Linked DNA regions of Macaca mulatta: region 1 is linked to region 2. Evidence: chromatin contacts called from public Hi-C data. All regions are on one chromosome and are shown on one strand. Each heading gives the region's core, a stretch centred on a gene start, on an enhancer-like site or on the middle of the called end of the contact. The rest is flanking DNA. Distances are from core to core; before and after follow the strand shown. Region 1 has its middle 19 kb from the start of PRDM13. Region 2 has its middle 130 kb from the start of PRDM13.

Region 1 (5,906 bases), core at 2,157-4,656, 150 kb before region 2:
TTTCAATTTACACTGCCAAGATCCATCAGAGGAATCACTATTTATGGCAGCTACAGCCTTAAGAAATATAGTTATTAAATAATAAGACTTGAAAGTAAAAATTAACTGTGTGATCCATGGGCTGCAAAATAGATGTTGTATTAGCAGGTATGAAAACAACATTAATCTCCTAATACATCTTCATCAGAGCTCTTGGGTGACCAGGTACATTGTCACAATGAGCAGTAATATTTTGAAACAAATCTTTTTTTTTTTAAGCAGTAGGTCTCAACATGGGCATAAAATATTCAGTAAACTATGCTGTAAATAAATGTGCAGTCATCCAAGCTTTGTTGTTTCATTTATAGAGCACAGGCAGAGTAGATTTAGCTAATTCTTAAGGGCCCTAGGATTTTCAGAATGGTCAGTGAGCATTGGCTTCCACCCAAAGTTAGCTGCATTAACCCCTAACAAGGGAGTCAGCCTGTCCTTTAAAGTTTGAAGCCAGGCATTGATTTCTCTCTAGCTATGAATATCCTAGATGGCATCTTCTTCCAATAGAAGGCTGTTTCACCTACATAGAAAATCTATCGTTGAGTATAGCTACCTTCATCAGCAATCTTAGGTAGATCTTCTGGATAGCTTCCTGCAGCTTCTACATCAGCACTTACTGCTTCACCTTGCACTTTTATGTTTTGGAGGCCACATCTTTCCTTAAATCTCATGAGCCAACCTCTGCTAGCTTCAAACTTTTCTTCTGCAGCTTCCTCACCTCTCTACCCTTCACAGAATTAAAGAGAGTTAGGGCTTTGCTCTGGAGTAAGCTTTGGTTTAAGGGCATATTGTGGCTAGTATGATTTTCTATTCAGACCACTCAAACTTTCTCTGCATCAGTAATAAGGCTGTTCTGCTTTCCTATCATTTGTATGGTCACAGGAACAATACTTTTAGTTTTCTTCAAGAACTTTTCCTTTGCATTCACAACTTGGCTAATGGTTTGGTGTAGGAGGCCAAGCTTTGGGCCTGTCTTGGCTTTCCACATGCCTTCCTCACTAAGCTTACCATTTCTAGCTTTTCATATAAAATGAGAGACTTGCAACTCTTCTTTTCATTTGAACACTTTCACTTTTCACCCTACACTTAAGAGGCCATTGTAGGGTGTAGCTGACCTAATTTCAACATTGTTGTGTCTCAGGGAATAGGGAGGCCAGAGGAGAGAGGAAGTGATGGGGACTGCCAATTTGTAGAGCAGTCAGAGCACACACATTTATCGATTGTGTTTGCTGACTTATATGAATATGGTTCACGGAGCCCTCAAACAATTACAACAATAACACCACAGATTACTGATCGCAGATCACCATAACAGATAAATGGCACCAACAGATGTACTCAACGCAGAGTTGCCACACACTTTCCATAGTAAACAGCACAATATCTCTGAAGCACAATAAAATGAAGTGTGGCTGTAGAATGCTGGAGCCAGGAAGTAATTCCAGACTGTGTCCCTAGACTGTGTATGTCTTCTATATTATACTGATAGTGCCAAGAAGGAACAAAGCGGGTATGTGTCAACGTTGAACATATTAAGGACCAGCAAATAGCACACTTCCACAGGCCTTCCTACTGTGCTGAGCTACTAATAGGTCCTCAATAGATATTTATCGGTTAAGTTTAAAAAATTTTTTCCTGTTGCGGAATGGTGGGCAGAACGCTGAGCTGAGTATCAGACCTGGATGCTAACAAGGGCTCCTCTATTAACCAACTATGTGGTTTTGGATAAGTTACTTATCTGAGGCTCATTTTAAAAATTAGAATAATAATAACTGCTAGGCCTACTTCCTAATATTGGGATTATGTATGGAATTCTTCAGAAAATGTGATTTCTTAAAAAACAAATGAAAAGCTTTACAGACTCAAATTCTAAGTTCAAAGAGGCCCACTAGACAGGGTACCACACTTCTGAAAAAAACAGCTCAACCTCTTAATCACAGACTGTAAACCTAATTCCATATCCAAGTAAAAGTCTGGCTAATAACTCAGGAATCTTTAATTTGGTCTTACTTCCCTGAACTTATTTTCCAGACTTTTTCATCTGACTCCATCATCCCTCCACCCAAACTAATCAGTTTCCCTTCCAAAGTCATTTTCAGGAGCTGAAGTGAAAAAGTGTGCCTCCCAGAGGTTAGACTCTCAGGGGCATTCTGTTCAAAGAACATAGGAAGAAACACTTTGTCCTTTTACTGTTACCTCAGGCCTCACAGGTCTTTTCAAAGCCAGAAGCTAAAGTGGCTTAAGAGAAAGCTAGAAGTATTGGGGTAGTAGTATTCCCACTTCAGGGTGAGATTGTGAGGATGTACCTGTTTTATGATTCTAATTCATTCGATTGGCAGTCCTTGAACTAAATTAAAAACAAATAAAAGTTCATATGATTTAAACTCATGATACTTCTTTGTGAAAAGGGGAAACGGGACATGTCGTTAGCCCCAGCATATTTTTTGTGATGGGGCTTTTACTATGTTGCCCAGGCTGGCCTCAAACTCCTGGATTCAAACTATCCTTCCCTGTAGGTGGAATTACACATGCATGCTACCATGCTTGGCTATGGGCTTGTTTTTAATCGTTGGACGGTCTGGGTGCCCCTTTCACTTTATTCTTTTTTTCCTCTCTTACTTTTTTTCTCTCTCACTTGTTAAGTCTTTGTCCTCTTTGAGTGCTCTTCCAAAAGACTGAAATTGCAGGTTACATTTGTACCTAAAAGATCTTCCTGCCTAGGCAAAGAGAAAATAATACTAAATTCCATAGAAAGCAGGTAATTTGTCCACAGGACACAGAGCTGATCACTGTGGAAAATCCCTGCAATCACACCTTCCATTCTCTCTCCCTCTTTCTCTCCTTTGCCCTTGCTCTCTCCATGTGACGTGCCTGCTCCCCCTTCACCCTCCACCATGATTGTAAGATTCCTGAGGCCTCCCTAGAAGCTGAGCAGATGCCAGCACCATGCTTCCCGTAAAGACTGAAGAACTGTGAGTCAACTATACTTCTTTCCTTTATAAATTACCCGGTCTCAGGTATTTCTTTATAGCAATGCAAGAACAATACCTTATTCTTTTCCCATTCATCCAAACAACTGGAAATTAAGCTTCCTGAGGCCAGAGGTCTTGCGGCGTTTAGGACATAGTGAGCGCTCAACAGACACATGTTAAATGAAAGAACCAATACTTTACTGTGCGCTGCTGTGTGCCCGGTATCGCTCTAGGAGCTGAGCAGAGAGGTAACAACTACACTGCGCTTCCTTTGGAGAGAGACACTGGAGAACTAAAACCGACCCCAGCGCTAAGCGATTTGCCTAATAGAGGGAACGCCGGCTGAGACCAGCGCAAGGCGGGCGCTGGGTGGCGTGCGCGACTGCAAAGTCTGTGCCCAGGTTCTGCTCCTTGGGCTCCTGCTGCGTGAGCCGCTCTGCAGATCCAGCAAAAGACCCGAGAGCGGCCAGATGATTGAACGCCAGATGATTCCTCCCTGAGGATGTGCCCCGGGCGTTCTGCCCTGGCTCCCAGCCACCTCCCGGTGCTCCCGGGTTAGGCCTCACACACCTGTCGACCGCGTCGGCCCAGCTGCGGCCCAGGCCTGTGGGACTTCGGGGAGAGAGGCGGCCCCGGCCCCAGGCTGGGAACCAGAAATGCAGCAGGGCCTCAAAAAGAAACAAAATTCTTTCCCTCGGGGTTGCTGCTGCTGCACAACCTCGCCCAGCCCGCTCTGCGGATCGAGTGTAGATTCGGGTTGGAAGCCGGAGGTAGTGCATAGAGGGCAGCTTCAAAAGCCGAGGCTGCGCTGCTCGGCGCAGGGCGTCTTCCCTCGCGTGCCAGTGCCGGGTGCCGAAGGAACCTCCGCAAGCTGCTTTCATCTCGGTGGGCCGGGGCAGGGTCGAATCGCAGCTGTGGGGGCTTCTCTCCAAGCTTCGATTTGAGCTGGATGGAGACAGAAGAGCCTGAGGTGCCCAGAGGCCAGTCTCACAGAGTGGGGGGCGGGCGGGGTGGGATCAGAAAAAGCTTGAAATTCCTCCCGTACCTTAAACCTAAACAGCTGCGAGAGCCCCAGAGGAGGAAGCTCAGCTGCCGCGGAGAAGCTGGAGGAGGGCTGGGGCGGGGAGGAGTAGCCCCAGCAGCAACAGCAGCCAGCCCTGGGGTGTCCTCTCCCAGTGGTGTCCAGGGCCAGTCTTTGCCAGCCTGCCCGTCCTCGGACGCCTCGGGAACGTACACACACCCTTTTGCTTAAGCAAGGCGCTCTGAAGCCGAATTACGTCTGCCTGGCATCCCCAAACACGAACGGCCCTGCCATGGCTGTGGGCAAATTCAGGGGCGGGGGTATGAGGGGGGGACTAGCAGAGAAAGAGTTAATCTCCCAAGAGGAATATACATCAGTACTCTCCTGTCACTTCCGTTTTATTTAATGGTAATGCTAGACTTCACCAGATATTTCAACTGACCAATTTCAACATTTTCACCTACAGAATTTCCTGGAAGGAAAATAAAACCTTCCTAACAAACATGTTTTCCTGTTTGTGCTTGATAATATTGTCCACTATGGACACAGGAAACCAGTCAACCGTTTATAATCACAGTCATCATTTTGTGGGGCTTTTTCTTAGGGTATGAATACTTATATTGACTGCAGGTTTAGTTGAGCTATAATTGTAACTCTTTGACTAAATAGAATTGATTTTACATAATTAAACCTTTTTAAACAAAAGTAATTGGGCACGATGGCACTCGCAGCTGTCGGGAGGCTGAGGCAGGAGGATCGCTTGAGCCAAGGGGTTTGACTCTCGCCTGGGCAACACAGGGAGATCCTGTCTTTTTTTTTTTTTTTTTTTTAAAGGTAAACAGTAAGCATGAGAAAAAGAATCTTTCAGTCTTCCTAGTCTTCCGCAAGGCAGTGACTGACGTCCCTCAAACCATCGACTTTGGTACATTTTCTCCAGAGGATCAAAACCTAGGCCTGACTCTGGCATGGAGCCTGGAACAATGCAAATAAATTAGACATTGTTTTCCTATGTATGACTGTGCCTTTCTTTGTCGTGGTCACCAGGTTCTCCAGACCTTTTGAAAACTACGTAACAGTTACCTTGCAGTGCTCCTGAAAACACGGGGGAAGTTCATATTTGAGAGGCCTGGGAGGGACTAGGATGATCCTAGTCAAGCACGAGCAGAGCTGCCGCACAGTAAGTGCTCATTGCGTGTTCATGGAAAGCATGAATGATGCTCACACCAAGAGATCTGCTACCAAACTCTTACAGGCGAATGTGAGTGCCAGGATCTCTTTTATTATTATTGATGTCATTATCATCAGTAAAAAAGCATTTAATGAAATTATTTTAAAAGGCTTCTTGCCTAGGGAGCCCAATACTAGATTGGTATAGTCACAGCGGGCACCTGCCTTCTTCCTTCCCCTCCTCGCCTTCCTCCCGCTGCGCGAGCTTAGGCCTAAGGCCAGCTCACTGCGCATTGCCCCCGGCAAGTTAGCGGCGCTCCCGGAGGGGTGTGAGGCGGATCGGAGGCACCAGGTAGGGTGTAGGGCGCGAGCGCGGGGCGGTGGTGCCCAGCGGGGGCGGGGTGCCCACGGACGCAGCCGCCTAGCTCCGACGGCTGTTTCGAGGCAGCTGTTGGCGCCCGCCAGGAGGCGCGTGGCCACTAGCACTTCAGCGCGCGGTTCTCTCTCCTCAGACTGCTTTCTAGGATTTGATATCCCAGGGCCACAGCGACAGAAGCCGATCTCTAAGAAGGCATCCCAGGGCCACAGCGACAGAAGCCGATCTCTAAGAAGGCATAAGCTCGGCCTGAGACTTGGTGGGGAGACAGTGCAGGGAAGAGGTGAAATTCCAGCGCAGAATGGGGGCTCCGCGGGGCCCCGGAATTGAGGAGACA
Region 2 (6,033 bases), core at 2,851-5,350:
ATAGTGGGGAGGTTCATGGACCCCCTTTTTATCAAGCATTTCATAAGTGCCAAAAGACTTAATTTAATTTTAATTTATTACTCATTGGGTCAGAGTTTCCATGCCCATCATGGGATATTTTCTAGCAATGGGGGCTATGACTATGTGGAATTAAGATTAAAGTGAGGCATACCTGTTTGTCTTCCAGTTTATGTTCAATGACTCCCCTAAGATTATAGGAGATAACCTTGTTTAAATTCATTGGATCCTCAGGTAAAACTATAATTTGAGCTCTAGTGTTGATTAAGGCCATGAATTTTTGCCACTTGGTGCATCTCAGCAGATATTAAAGTTAATTCAGAACCTACATTATGAGGCGCAAAAGCCAATCTGTCTCCTTTTATTTTTTTTTGTTGTATAAATTCTTTTAATACATTTTGTATTTCCAGTTGGGACCAAATTAATTATAGTGGTTCTAATTGTGGACCTTTGTTTCAGGTTTTTGTTTCTCCCACTTGTATCTCCCTCTCTCCCTCCCTTTCTCTTTTTTTTTGTTACTGGATATAATTTTGTGGGGGAGGTAGATCCCCTCTCCCTGCTTATATTTACTGTATAAGTTTCTTCTTTCAGAGTCTCAAATTAGTTTTCTCAGGATTAGGGGCTGCCCATGGATGTGGTTGCATTTTTGGATTAAGGCCCCTGGATTTAAGTTGGGTTTGAATGAACTCTGTGACTGTGCCATGGGTACCACGGGTGATTTTCCTGTAACCATGAGGATCAGGATCATTTTAGCAATAAAGGCATAGGCAGTAGCAACATAAAGACATTTTGTAGGGTTCTGGTGAGCAAGCCATTTTTGAAAGTGTGACGTCAGCATGCCTTGTGATGACTGCTCTTTCTCCACACAGTGATGATGCAGTGGACCCATATACTGCACAGGTAATTCATCTTTTCCTGGATCCCTCTATAGAGTAGGAGACAACAGTGGGTTGAGACACACAACCAAAGGTCACAGGGTAATAGTGGTTTTCCAGAGTCTAATGTCAGTCATGGCTTATGCTGGAATCAAGTCAAAGTATTTAAACTGAGATGTACAGATAAGTGAGGCCAAGACATTTGACCCAGGGCAACTCTAATGAGAACCCTAGTCCCATGCTCTGTCCCCAAATGCCAATTATAGAAATTTCTGACTTAGATTGGTTGGATCTAGAACAGACTCTGTAGGACTCAGCAAACACAAGATGAAACAGCACAGTCGGTTAGCAAGCCAAAGCAAGGGAAGAAAGACACCCTTATGGTAGTTGTCATTACTCAGACACACTGCTCACAGAACCAATTAATGTTATCCTGCAGAGGTGGGATGGACACCTGCCTTTCCTCTGCCTCTTTGGATGTCAAGAATGATGACACCACACATGCATCAAGAGAGTATGAAAAGATTTATTGCTCATATAATGAAGCTTTTTGGAAGATGAGGGCAGGTTCCTAGGCAGGTCCAAAAATGGCTTGAGAGTGCAGGGAAAGGAGACTGGTTTGTGGTTTATTGTGGTTAAAGGTTAGGGCTGAGGTGAAGGTTCCCACATGTGGGTTGGGGTTTGCGTTGTTTGAACTTCCCACCAGTACCAAAAGAGGGAGTGTATCAGCTTACCCAGAAGTAGACTGGAAGGGGAAGAGTGTCCTGGAGCTTGAAAACTCTCTGTAGACAAACATCAGAAATTATAGATACAACCACAATTGGAAAGATAGATTTACAAGGAAGCATAATATGTGACCCTAAGACAATAATTTTGAAAAACTAGAGAAAATGAATTATTTCCTAGGAAAACACTAGTATTGATTCCCCCCAAAATATAAAATCACGATGGACCAATCACTGTGGAAGAGATCAGAAAAGTAAAGATCTATCATTACAAAGGCACCAAGCCCAGACAATTTTACTACTAAGGACTAGCCAACTTGTAAAGATCAGTTAACTCCTAGATGATACTAATTTAGAATTATAAGATGACAAAAATTACATAAATGCAAAGTCACTGAAGAAAAGGTTACTACCAAACAGCAGGATAGTAAAAGAACAATCACTTCATAGAGTTTATTTCAGGAATCAAAGAATGGTTCAAGGTTAGACATCTAGCAATAGAAATATTCATACTAGTGAATTAAAGGAGATAAACCATCTAATTATTTCAAGTTACTTCAAATATGATAAAATTTAGTAGTTACTCCTTATAAAAACTGCAGGAGTGGATGAAAATAACTGAAACACAATAGCGATGAATTACCCACAGTCAATAAAAACTACATTAATTGGTGAAATACTTGAGGCTACTTCTATTAGTAATTAAACAATGAATTACTTAGTAATTAGTGCTTGTTTAAAATTCACATTTCCAGTCCTTGCTCCCACCGTTGAGATCCTTAATCAGAAGGTCTCCAACAGAAGGGAGCTCAATTTTCAAGTAACACTATTACATAGCATTGACTTAAAGATTCTTTATTCTTTAAATCTGCCACTCACAGTATTCTTTCAAGATTAGACATGAATTGGTGAATATCACAGATGACAGCCACTAATGCCAGGTTCTTAAGTGGGAAAATATGAGATGTTAGGTCTTTTTTTTTTTTTTTTTGAGGAGGTCTTGCTTTGTCACCTAGGCTGGCATGCAGTGGCATGGTTACAGGGCTCACTGCAGCCTCGACCTCCCAGGTTCAAACAAATCCTCCCACCTCAGCCTCCTGAGTAGCACATGCCACCATGCCCAGCTAATTTTATTTTTTGAAGAGATAGGATCTTCCTATATTGCCCAGGCTGGTCTCGAGCTCCTGGGCTCAAGCAATCCTTCTGTCTTGACCTCCCAAACTACTGAGATTACAAACATGAGCCACAGTGCCTGGCCTTAGATGTTAGGTCTTTATGGGAGAAGCCAAGATGGAGGTGAGATGTGATAGGTAGTGAACAGAGACAGAGCAGGTGGATGCTGCGTGGGGCGCAGGGAGAACTATGGGCCAGGAGGCAAGTCGGAAGGGATGGCTTTGTGTGGACAAAAAGTAGAGAAATACAAGAAATACCTGGGAAAATTTTTAGAAGTCCAATTCAAGAGTCAGAATGGTGGATAGATGACAAAAGGTGGTTGGTACAGCTGTTTTTGCTTCAGGAGTGAGTGGTTTGACAAAATTCTTTAAAAATCATAAGTTTATCATCGTTGATGCAAATAGTAAGTGCATTGCAGTCCAGGGGCTTCTGCTTGGCAATAAATTCCTCTAAAGTCATTTTTGAAGGGATGAGTCTTTGAGCTGTTGCCAAGGCTAGAAACAGTTTCTACTCTTGCTTTGATATCTTTAGTGTGCTAACATTCGAATGCAATATTTCAGATGTGTGGGGAATGCAGGAAGGGATAGGGTTGGGTATTGTGGTCACAGGAGTGCCTGGATTGGAGCTGATGATACAAATGTGCCACTTCTTTGGGGATTCATGTTTTAGAGCTGTGTTTCTCACCAGCTGTATTAGAACAACCTTAGATATTTCTTGAAAATTGAGCTCTGTTCTGTTGCAGACCTTCTTGTTAAGAATCTCAAGGGTGACAGCGGGGAATGGAAATGTGAATTCTAAACAGGTTTCTCAGGTGTGTCCTAAGCACCCTCAAGCTTGAGATACTAGGAGAGATAAACAGCAGAACAAATGTGCTCAGAGTGTTTTTTGTTTAAAATCTTGCTCTTTCACATTGTCTTTTTATTATGCTTTTATGTGACGTGTCTTTTACTCATAAAACACTTTTAATTTTATTGTTATTATTTTTTAATACAGAGTGTCACTGTGTTGCCCAGCCTGATATCTAACTCCTGAGCTCAAGCAATCCTGCTTTGGTCTCCCAAAGTGCTGCAATTATGGGCGTGAGCCACCGCGCCCAGCCACAATCTATTTTTGATGATAACAAGGTGTCCAGTTGTGTAATGTTCTTAGTCTGGTGTCAAATTTGAAGAGATGACTTGCAAACATTTGGCTACTCGACCCACACTGCCATCTAGTGAAATTTGTATAAATTACAGCCAGCTGTAGCACAAGTACTTTAGTGTTGGGGAGGTTAGGGCTAGGCAATTCATGTATGATGCAAATGAATTCACTTCCTGAATAGATGTGCTTTCACAATGATTAGTCTCACTGTCAGGGGACTATGGCTATTACATTACAACATTGCTTTGTAAGTATTTAGAATTTATTTGTTGGCTTTTTTCCCCCTTATATATTTTGTATCTGTCTGTTTGTCCATTCTGGTGGTGGTTAGTTATAATTTGTTCAGAACATTATGAATAAGAACCCTAAGTACTTTATAAAATTTTTACCTTTAATAAGTATGAGTTTTCATTGAAGTTGAAGACATTTTGTGAATAATTCTTTAAATACTTTTTGTTAATTTAAAGGGAAAAAAGGGGAAAAAACCCTCATATTAGGACATTTTTGAGAGAATACGTGCTAGATTTTAATAAAATTGAAGCATATGAATTAATATTAGCATTTACATATTGTATAAGAAACATGTATGTTTTAATAAAATTTACTATACTATCACAGTATTAGTATCAATTGAAAATCTTCTAATATATGTTAGTAGTCAGTTGAATAAGGTACTGAAATATTACAGACCCATAAACTCAATATTGTCTTGTGGTTCATGAATAAAAATAATTATAGTTATTATTTAAGCTTTGTGAAAATATTCATGTATATGGTTACATAGTCATATTTACGTATACATAATTATCCTATTACTGTCAAAGTATATGTAATGAAATCACAAGTGTACTTCATTACTCTTACATAATTGCAGGTTCAGATATATAGTAACAAAAGTATTTAAGTTTTATAGATAATAAAATATGACAATCTTTTTCATAATCCATTTGGACCTAATAGAGAATGCTTTAATGATAGCTTATATTAAGATCTGTGGGTGTGGTGGCTCAAACCTGTAGTCCCAAAACTTTGGGAGGCCGAGGCCAGTGGATCACTTGAGCCCAGGAGTTCAAGACCAGTCTGGGAAAAATAGTGAAACCTCATCTCTACAAAAAATACAGAAATTAGCCAGGTGTGGTGGATACGCCTTTAGTCCCAGCTACTCAAAAGGCTGAGGTGGGAGGATTGCTTGAGCCTGGGAGGCCAAGGTTTCAGGGAGTGGCGATGGTACCATTGCACTCCATTCAACCTTGGGCGACAGAGTGAGACTTTGTCTCAAAAAAAAAAAAAAATCTGGCTGTGATTAGGTTAACATTAAAAAAGTTTTGGATAAGAAAAAAGGGGTAAAGAGTCTTAACAGGGGTAATGGGATGAATGGTTCTCACTTCTTTATTTTCTTGAAATAGTTGAAATCCCAGGAATTGTATTGTTTTTTCTGATTTTAAAAGGATCACACACTGACAACTTTGTTTTGTTCCCTACGTTTCCTGACACCTAGAAGATCACTTGGCACATTGTATGTGCTTAATAAATATTAGCTGATGAACCCAGGAGGCGGAGGTTGCAGTGAGCCAAGATCGTGCCACTGCACTCCAGCCAGGGTGACAGAGTGAGACTCCATCTCAAAAATAAATAAATAAATAGTAAAACAATTTAGCTGAGTGCATAAACGAATAATAAATGTTCAATATAGAGCAAGACTCCCTAATTTAATGCTGTAGAGATAATCACTGTTAACAATTTGCTATATATTTCTCTAAATTTTTAAATTCATGTTAACCTGTATATTATCTTAGAAAAAAAGACTACATTCTGTATACTTTTGCAACATTATCTTTTGCTTAGCAGTATCTATGCCAGTAGTAATATCTATATTTACCTCACTTATTGGACATATAGTATTTAATTATATGAATATGAATAAGTCATCACATATCTAGTCAGCCTTCCTCTGGGACATTTGGTTTACTTCTGGTGTTTTTTATCTCCAAATATAAACTATGGTGTAACAAACATCTGAGTAAATGTATTTTCATGTACAAAAATCTGTGTGTACAGTTGACTCTTGAACAATGTGGGAGTTAGGAATGCTGATCGCCGCA

Evidence for each region. A called contact is a pair of places that touch in the nucleus more often than the background predicts.
Region 1: a Hi-C map of fetal cortex germinal zone shows a contact between it and region 2, with 4 times the contacts expected there. The contact joins two enhancer-like sites. A contact is called at or near these places in 2 of 14 Hi-C or Micro-C datasets (fetal cortex germinal zone and liver).

The regions. Positions count from the first base shown.
Region 1 is chr4:86,273,616-86,279,521 of T2T-MMU8v2.0, reverse strand. No RefSeq gene overlaps it. Among named protein-coding and RNA genes, the nearest start is that of PRDM13, 19 kb to the right of the region's middle. Within about 2 kb of position 3,406, at least 13 of the 40 cell types and tissues checked have an H3K27ac peak or open chromatin away from gene starts, as enhancers often do. A contact at or near this core is called in fetal cortex germinal zone, where this site is marked.
Region 2 is chr4:86,129,003-86,135,035 of T2T-MMU8v2.0, reverse strand. No RefSeq gene overlaps it. Among named protein-coding and RNA genes, the nearest start is that of PRDM13, 130 kb to the left of the region's middle. Within about 2 kb of position 4,100, at least 7 of the 40 cell types and tissues checked have an H3K27ac peak or open chromatin away from gene starts, as enhancers often do. A contact at or near this core is called in fetal cortex germinal zone, where this site is marked.